Linked DNA regions of Oryza sativa: region 1 is linked to region 2. The links are chromatin contacts, called in public HiCAR-type maps. All regions are on one chromosome and are shown on one strand. Each heading gives the region's core, a stretch centred on a gene start, on an enhancer-like site or on the middle of the called end of the contact. The rest is flanking DNA. Distances are from core to core; before and after follow the strand shown.

Region 1 (4,699 bases), core at 1,757-4,256, 270 kb after region 2:
TGAATGTGAAGTGTTCTGTCGGTGCCTTTGATTGAAACAGTGAAACTGAGTTTGTGGTACTTACAGTGGGTCTATGTTCTGGGTTTTTCCTTAGCATGCTCTTCACTATCTGCTTCCTGCCAAACAAAGCATCATGTTTAGCATAAATTCTGATATATATTATGGGAAAATCATTAAAAAGTTAATAATATTGGCACTCACAGTGATGATGAATATATCGGTGGCATTGGAGATATTGAAGATCTGTTTATTTTGTTAATTAATGATGCCATGTCCTTAAAAAACAAGAGGGGATATTTCATGAACCATGTTATACGTAAACAGTAATTTATCGTTTGAATTGTGTAGTAGGACTTACTGCAGCTTTGAATGCAGGGCGGTGTGCTAAGATCTCAAACATACAGCATCCTGATGGTAAAAGATGGGAAAGGATTAGCATCATAACAGAAACCGTGAAAATTACTCCAAAAGCTGTTGTACTGGGAACTCACCAAGTGACCATATATCAGATTTGTAACCATAAGGTATGTCTGCTAGTATTTCTGGGCACATGTAGTTTGGGGTTCCCACAATCTGAAAAACATAGATGTTGAATTCATTGAGTGGCAATGGAACCTATCAGTTCATTCACATGTCACAATATTTTGAATGAAGAAGGTAGGAAAGTGTCCTACTGTTCATATATAATTCTATAAATAAATATATACAAATGAAATAACACTGCCGGAACTATACTGAAATGGCATCACATATTTCTAGAACAAAATTCCATTATCTATACCATCATAAAAGAAGGCAATGGTGGTGGCCATCAATGACGAGCGGGCCTTCATATGTACTCAAGGTCAAAGTAGAAGGGAGCATAAAAGCATCTTTTTTTTCAACTAAAGAGAGAAGTGGGTACTTACATATTTAATTTTAGAATAAAATTAAGGGGCATATTTTTTTTTGCCAATTTTTGTTGTTCAATCTCTTTTCATGATTATTAATAAGACAAGTGAAAAAAAAATTATATACAGTTAAAAATCAAAGTTCAAAGCTATTGTATTTCGTGATGCAGACATTAATTTTTCCCACATGAATATGTAATACCATACAATTTTTCTTTTGAATTCCGTAACAAAGTACGGGCATTCTGCTAGTACGATTGAAGATCATAAGCCATAAAGAATTTAGTTATGAACCACTATTCAAAATCAAAAGGGTTTACATGAATGGTGTTTATACATGTTATGATTTAGTGTGACTTTATGTAGGTAACTGCATAGTTATGTATTCTTTGCTACCTGGAAATGTGTTTTGCGAGTTATATTTACACAACATGATAGCACAGGTTTAAGCCATACCGTCGATGCAAGGTCCTCCATGAGCAATTTTGCTAGCCCAAAATCAGCTGTTTTCAAGAAACAATGAATATTCAGGTCACTACACTATCATCCAAGAAAAAGGAAAGATGCAGTAATTTATATTTATGGTGAAATATATATTTCTTACCAAGACGGATGTTATTATCCTTTGTTAACAAAATGTTGGAACACTGTAACAGCACAGGAGCCAAGGGCATGTTAGGTGATGCTGATACCTGATGAATCGACTTGTGTGGATAGGGACAATGTTCATTTACCTTGAGGTCACGGTGGAGCACACGGTTGCAGTGCAGATAGTCAAGGGCCAAGAGCAATTGTGTGAACCATCGGCACACCCTCTTTGATCATACAAGTACCAAATCAGCGGTAAGTTTCCAATCCATGAACAGTTTGTACTGCTCATTGATATAGGTGGTAAAATCACCATTTCATCTACTTACGGTGTTCTTACCTCTTCAGAGAAAAGGACACCCCTTGCCTTCTTGATCCTCTCTGCCCTGTGATTCCGATGTCAGTGACTTTGGAGGTTGGAGCACCAATGGAAGGTAAAAATTTTAGGAGGCAGTGAAGAGTGAAAAATGTGAGAGGTTCTTACATGTCACCTCCTTCACAGTAACTTGTCACAATGCATGCCGAGGTCCCCTGCAACCATCATCGAAGAAGAGAAAAAAGGACAAAACTTTAGAACCCTTGATTCGAAGGAATGCAAATTACTCCCAGAACTGAATTAATGCGTGGAATTTGTACTTCATCAACCCAACCGTCCTTGTACTCGACGATGTACGGGTTGCTGAGGCTCGCCATCAGGGACATCTGTGCAGCAAACAGCAAGCAAAGCATCAAAATCAAATCATCAAACCAAACCATCTGTCCCGTCCTCCCAAACATTCAATCAGGTATGAACTCGAAAAGAAAAAAAAAAGCTATTTTCTTTAATCCATCGCGCAGTAATTTCTGGTAATCTCAAAAGGGTTTTGCAGACGCAACAGCAAACAACTCATGGGTGCAACATGTTTGCTCAAGTGTGGGGAATGAACAAGAACTAACGAGGGTTTCGATCTGGTTTACCTCCTGGTACGCCGTGCGCTGGAACTTGTCGTTCTGCTTGGACAGCCGGATCTTCTTCATCACGTACCTGCACCATCATCGAGCCAAGAAAGAACAGAAGCATCAGGGAAGCCTGAAGAAGACGAAGGAAGAAGAGGAAAGGGGAGCAGAGGAAGGAGGAGAACCTCTTGCGCTCGCCCTTGTGGACGACGAGGTATGCGGAGCCGTAGGCGCCCCGGCCGATCTGCTCCACCACCTCGTACTGCTCCATGGCTCTGGCTCTGGCTCTGGCTCTGCTCCCAGGTGCGTCCTCCTTCCTCCTCCTCCTCCCTACTCTGTTCTTGCTGGCTACTGTTGCTTGGGCTGGGGGACTAGAAATGATGCTTCTGCTCTCTGCTCTGCGCCTCGCTCGCGGACCTCGTGATAATACGCGCGCGCGCACGCGTGCGGGAGGGTCGCAATAATGGCGGGCGCGAGGTTGAGGGCGTGTGTCTGGTAGGCAGCCTCTGCCCTGTCCAGTGGACGGAGACGACGGAGACGGAGACCGAGACGAACGCAGCACCGCGCAACCACTGCTGCTGCTACTTGCCTCTGGGCTTTTGCGTGTGCGTCGCTGTTGCGCGTTTTAGCTTTTTGTTAACGGGAGGGGAGGGGTGGTGGTTAAGGATTAAGGCGTGTTTTGTATGGGACTAACCAACTAGTATAATCAAAATCAATCTCTTTCTCTCTTTCTTTAGGAAGGAGGAGAGTGATCGTACTGCCTACGTGTAATTAGTAGTGGAGGGAACGTTTGCTCGCGTCTGCGGGCGGGCGGTGGGTCCCACGTGGCGGTGGATGGTGGGCTGGTGGCGCGACCCTTTCGTCTCGGTTTCTCACGTAGTGGCACACTCTCCCTTCCCTTTCTTGTTCTACCTCTGCTCTTTTTTCTCGTCCCCTCTGCCCCTTTTTTGCTCCGCTTTGGCTGCATTGCATGTATCTATCAGTCTATCTAACTCAGGTTCTTAAATAACTTGCTCTCTTGTGGGGTTGGCTGCTGCTGCTGCTGCTGCGGCGTGCCTTTCTCGCTGAAAAGGAAGGCTGCTGCACGCATCATACGCATATGGTGCCCACATGACATGAGTTGCACTGCACTGCACTGCACCTCACTCACTGCCTGCTGTAGTTTTCTCATTCTTTTGAGGTTTTGGCACCCACAGCTATCCCCCTAGTGTGTCATTGTACATATGTTAATTGCAAAACATGGGTCTCTCTCTCTCTCTCTTGGCCAGAAAAAGACGACCCTTCTTGCTTCACACTGTCACACTAGTGTCATGCATATGCATACACTGTAGTAGGTCACTAGTGTAGCAAGTGATCGATGCAGTGACAACGGCGGCGAGTAGCCCAAGCATAGAATGGCCTATGCAGTTTATACTATTGCGAGTGCACAGTGCGGTAACTGATCCCACGGGAGTAGGAGTAGTAGTAAATTGTGAGTAGTTTTACTCCTGCACCGCTTGTTATTATTAGCGGTCGCAGTAATAGTAGTGGCGGAGCTGCTGTTGCATGCTGTTACTACTGCTATCGCATGTGCTTTTTTCCTCGGGATGCGCTCAGTGGATCTGTGGTAGAAGTCAATGTCGAGATTTTGGGCCACTGTTGCTGCGCATGGCGAGTTGCAGATGCTGCGGTTTTGGCCTCTGCCAAGTGTGAACACCACCATGCACTAAAAAAGGAGAAGAAAAAATTTGCAAAAATATTAAAGAAAGGTGGATTTTGTATACTAGCATACTGAAAGTATGATTGGCTAGCTGGTGATGCCAAGCTCATGTCCATTTCCGTGCTAGCTCCAGCTGCTACGCTAATCCACTAGTAGTAGAATAATTTGGTCACCAGAATTCGATGCATATTATTTTCTTCCAACCGAATAATTCGATTCCATCATAGTTTATGCTAAAATCAGATAATGCAGTTCTCCCCTGTTTCTTTTTTTGCTTTGAGGATTTCGGATGCTGACATGAAACACGACCTGAAACCCTCAATTATCAGGCAGGTTTTTTTTTTGCAGATTGCCTGATGATTGGTTTGTTGCATGGTTGCCTCTGCTTGTCTGGGCTGTAGCTTTTTGACTGGAAACTCAACTGTGCGTGTAGGCCTGGAGGACTCAACTGTCCATGCCGCTACCTCTACCTAGAAACAAACAGGGTTTGATTTCTCGTCTGGTAGCTGGTGGCCATGGCTCGAGGTTATCCACCGATGATTATGCATGCCCTACTCCCACTGGTACGTGTTTGTTGGTGAGCCAA
Region 2 (5,157 bases), core at 1,998-4,497:
TAAACTATACGATTGACTGAAGATCCAATATATTATCTCTTTTTTAATATATATATATATTTTTAAAGTTAGACACATGTGTATTAATAATGAAAAAACTAAATAAGAAAATAATAATGATTGGTTGAGAAGATAAAGTACTTAAAGAATTTGATGGGTGATTGAGAACAAAATGTAAATAGAAAAAATATCATATTTTAGAATAAATTTCAAAAAGTAAATCGTCAATCGATGCGGCCGTGTAAGTTCAGAGCGGACAAGAGCCAACAACCTCAACTCTCAGTTTGTTTTTTTTTTTGAAAACTCATAAATTTATTCATATAGTGAGGATTACAGACAGAGCTCAAAGGAAATGGCATCCCCAGAACATCGCCATAAAAGATAAGACATAAAAAACAACACCATCCATTCAGAAGGTAAAGCTAGCTGAACTAAGAAAAACATCCTCCAAGATAATCCAAACAGCAGTAAAGAACGCGATCGACAGGGGACTGCGGTAATGCCGCGACGACCACGTCCACGAGCCTCTACTGAAGACGCGCACACCGCTTGACAGACCGGTGACCCCTTCGGCTGCCTCCACGGAAACGGCGCTATTCGAGGTTTGTTGTTGAGTCGTAAATTTTTCTTAAGCTTCACCGGACTCAACAAAATATTGTCAAGGAGTTCTCCATCAAATCTGAGGAGCACAGACTGCAATCCTATCGACAAGAGCCGACTAGACGGTCTATACTCAACCCGAATGGAGCCCTCAACTTGAATACTACTGCAAGTAGATTTGAAGAAAGTCTCCATACTCCAACTTGCCTTGAACATGCAAGAATTAGGATGGCGGCGACTGAACCCCTGTCTTGTAACGATTTGGCGGAGGTACGCAACACCGGAGATGGAAGGGAAAATGTTGCCGCAGAGAGCTTCAATAAGCAGGAGCCTGAGCAACCAACCAACAAGCTTGCCACCAAGAGCTTCAACAAGCAGAAGCATGTGGAGATTCAACCAACTAACAAGCTGGAGCAGCTCATTCAGCCCACCAACGAGCATGAGCAGCAGCAGCTCTTGCAGCCACCACCATCCGTCCTTGTCAGGGAGCCTGAGACGGCCGGCCCAGAAACACCACATCCATCTCCATCACTCTGGGCAAGCAATGAACAGAGGCCAGCTGCACCGGATCCACCACCGCAAGCCCTTGTCGCCATGGAAAGGACGCCAAACGCCCCAGATCCATCCATCTTCAGCGACGACACTGGGACAGCCACGGCCACAAACACCACCGCCACCATCGTCTTCTCCGATCGCCATGAAGCAACACCGGCGAAACTCCAAAAGGGACAAACCCGAGCTACAGGAAGACCTGACTACGGAAGAACTCCGACCTAACCTACTTTATACTAGTACGGGAAGGTGGCCTGGCCCCTCCTTCGGCCCTCACCGGCGGCGAACCACCGGAATCGGGGGGAAGAGGGGTCGGGGAGGGGGATTTTACTATAGAAGCCTATTCTCCCACAAGCTCTCCAGAGACTTCTGTTTAACTCTCAGTTTGTTGTTTGGTGATAGTGCGGCCATGAGAAGACCAGTTGGACAACTGCAGAAACAAGAAGATCAAAATTAATTCCACACATCAAGTCCTAAAAGTCAAAATGGGCTATATGATCCAAATTACATCGAAGCATCCATTTGTAGAACTTTGCGAGACCTTAGCTCCACAAATCAACACCGTGGAATCGAAAAAATTGTTGTCGACTATGTGCGTGCGTGACAGTACAGTGCACGGTTGAAAAGCAGGGGAGAGGCATCAGTATACCAGAGGTCAGAGGAAATTGGTAGTAATGCCACGAAGTTAAGGTGCCACAAACTCAAGTGGCTTTGTTGTTTTTTTTTATCTTGTCTACCACAATAAAAAAGAAACGTAAAGGAAAAAAAAAACATTTCATACCCCTTATTAGGGGAGATTAGAAGTGGGAAGATGGTTGAAGTAAAGTTGACGAAAAAATATACTCCATCCGTTTCACAATGTAAGTCATTCTAGCATTTCCCACATTTATATTGATGCTAATTATATGTCTAGATTCATTAGCATCAATATGAATGTGGGAAATGCTAGAATGACTTACATTATGAAACGGAGGAAGTAAATGAGAAGTGGTTAGATAAACATGTATAGCACTCTATAAATCTTCCTATTTACAGATAAATTTCAAATGCATTATTTATCGACAGAGAGAATGTACTCTGCAAGTCGGATGATAGCCTCAAAATATTTAAACTTAACAAACCGCAAAGCTCTGTGTCTTCTGTTCAAAACCTCAATCATCACATCCCCGCGCTCCCACTTCACACATTTTTTATCGCGGGAGAGCAAAACAAAACATCACCATAATAATCTCTCTTGCAATACCGTACAAAAAGAATATTCGCACTACGCGATGTATACACTACCAGTGTACATACATACGGACGGTATGTGTACACATGGTATTCTACATGATGTAGCCGTAAGGGCTGTAATGGTGGTACGGGTAGTAGTAGTAGTACGGCGGGACGGTCTCAGGTTTCTTCTCTTCCTTCTTCTCCTCCTTCTTGGCCGGCTTGGCGTCGCCGACCTCCACCAGCTCGGCCGGCCCGACCTTCCTCCGCAGCAAGCTCGTCAGCTTCACCGAGTCCACCTCGCCCACCACCACCACCTTGCTCCTGTCGTCGCCGGCGAGCTCCACCGACACCACGCCGCCGGTCGCCGCCACCAGCGACATCGCCTTCCGCCTGCACTTGTCGCTCCCCATGTGCACCTTGATCACGATCTTTTGCTGCAAAGATCAAGAACCATGGTTGTTGAGTCCAGAGAACTCAAGAACGGCGATGATATATATGAGAAGGGAGAATCACTTACCGCCATTGCTGAGGAGAATTGTTGATCGATCGAACGATGAGATTGGGATGAACGAAGAGGTCGAGGAAATTCGTGTGTGGATCGTCGAGCAAGAGAGGTGAGCTTGGAAAGCAGTTCAGCTTGAGCTGGTGCAGAGTCCCCTGGCATTAGCTCCTATATATATACACAGCTTAAGTGCTTAACCACCCACATATTGGCAGATGAACAAATCATACTTTGTTTAATTAAGACTTCGTCTCTCAGCTGGTCTGCAGGAAGGAACGACTTGGCTTCTCGATCGTCTCGTCAGTTGTCACTTGGTTTATTAGGACACAAGACACTTTTGTCACTTTGTTTCTCGAGCTGGACTAGTGCTTAGGCTACTAGTCAGCTGGACGAGATTAGGCGTTAGTGCTTGTCCTAATTATAGTTGGTTTCCTACTTGGCGACCAAGCAAGTTGTAAACGCACAAGTCTGATGATAATCTCTCTGCTAAAACTGTTGCACAAAACTCTGAATTGACCGTGATTAAATTTTACTTTGTGTCATTACTGTGTGCTTAGCCGAAGTAATTAGCCATGGTATTCAGGTTAGTAGTCTCGATCGCAGTCTTTTGATTCGATCTTCTTGTATCCCCCTTGTTGAAAATAAGGTGTTGAAAGTACTACAAAATAACTCCTAGCTACCAGAAGATCATCAGAAGATAACATACCAGCTACAGTACTGCAATGCCACAGATAGCAACGGTTGGACACAAGTAGATAAGTATCACCTCCATCGAGCGTCAGTACTTGCCCAGCGACGACAGCGATCTTGGCCCATCAATCAAGCAAGAAGATCGCAACACAAAGACGACGACGACGACGACCGGTGATCTCCGGCGAACTGCTCGGCTCGGTCGGAGAGGTGAATCCGGCTGGGTCTCAGTCCATCGGTCCAAGCTACGAACATCTATCTGACCGCGTGAGAGCCATTTGTGATTTGTCTGAAGTTGCTTTTGGGCTTAAAAGTGAACGCGTCAGAGAAACCACTTGTCTGAACTTTATTATATATGCAGCGATCTTTTGTCTCAACATGATGTTATGTTGCATTTGAATAACCGTATCATCACCTCACCTGAAGGTTCATCTTCGCGGGCGATTTGCAAGATGCAGATTTTAATAAGTCAGTGCGCACATGGGACGATCTTGAACACAAATATTCCAGAAGAGCCTGCATGACGACTCGCAGGTCAATGGATTGGGATGCTGAGATGTGACGTTCGGAGTGCCAAAACGAGTGGGCTCCAAAATTGATAACTAACCAGATTTCTATGGAGATCTCATTGCGCATAAACTTTGTTTTTCTTAGAAACACGGTATAAACATATGTGCTCATAGCACACGCTCGTTCACCCCTATGGACGCACACGTACACCATATCCATATGATCACTTCTTTCTATTAACGCATTTATGCACATCATACATCTATGAGTACTCACCTCTATTAACGTATACACGTACACCCTATCTTTATTAGCACCTCCTATTAGAGATTACATATTCATACACGTACATATTTCAAAGAGACTACCTATACCTAAATTTAAGTGAGTATTACCTAATAGATATACATGAGCGAGTAACCTAATGAATAAGATAAGACAAGAGACATATATGGGTCTTACATATAGAAACGAATCAAAAATTGTTAAAAGTTGTTTTTCTATATAATAAATCATCCCTCCAAATTTCAGTCAAAATTGATAAATTTCTATAATGCAAACATGGGTGGTTTGAGTTTTACACAACTCAGATGGGTATATATAAAGTGGATAAAATAGATATTACCCTTCTCGATCATATCCAAATTTTAAATAGGTAATTTTGTTACCCATAACCTACATAAATAATATGGATATGGATATGTGAATCGGTAATAAATATCAAATGAACAGGCCTACTTGGATCACTATGAGATTTGTACCACACGACCAACTCTATTTTTTTCCCCTCCCTTCATCAGTACCACTAGCCGCCACTTTTACGTGCACACATGTTCCCCATCTCTGATGCCACCACGCAACCTAGCCAGGTGGTCGGAAAGTGTCAACGGTGTCAACAAGGTCTACTGGCTGTGGATTAACAAAATAGATGAGAAGATTAACCTTAAAATTCAGCTTTTACACATAGTAGGTAGCTATATTTAGGACAAACTTTAAATAGTTAACTATATTTTGGGATCTGGGACGGAGAGAGTAAGTGCCAGTAAAATTGGTACTACAAGAATAAATAGTGCCGGGTAAGAACAATA

Evidence for each region. HiCAR-type assays count read pairs that join an accessible place to other places.
Region 1: a HiCAR-type map of leaf shows a contact between it and region 2, with 2.8 times the contacts expected there. The contact joins the promoter of LOC4329828 here to the promoter of LOC4329805 in region 2. A contact is called at or near these places in 1 of 15 Hi-C or Micro-C datasets (seedling) and 1 of 4 datasets of contacts at active chromatin or transcription factors (leaf).

The regions. Positions count from the first base shown.
Region 1 is chr2:23,305,665-23,310,363 of ASM3414082v1, forward strand. It overlaps LOC4329828 (serine/threonine-protein kinase Nek6-like), which reads right to left and starts at 3,007. Exons shown (of 13, transcript NM_001416696.1): 1 at 2,600-3,007; 2 at 2,436-2,502; 3 at 2,115-2,180; 4 at 1,963-2,009; 5 at 1,819-1,864; 6 at 1,625-1,705; 7 at 1,495-1,537; 8 at 1,347-1,393; 9 at 492-573; 10 at 359-408; 11 at 202-275; 12 at 65-116. The coding sequence starts at 2,685.
Region 2 is chr2:23,038,515-23,043,671 of ASM3414082v1, forward strand. LOC4329805 (heavy metal-associated isoprenylated plant protein 12) reads right to left here and starts at 3,248. Exons shown (of 2, transcript XM_015768755.3): 1 at 2,885-3,248; 2 at 2,226-2,801. The coding sequence starts at 3,031. The coding sequence ends at 2,478. It overlaps LOC4329804 (a long non-coding RNA gene), which reads right to left and starts at 1,957. Exons shown (of 2, transcript XR_001542979.3): 1 at 1,661-1,957; 2 at 284-1,582.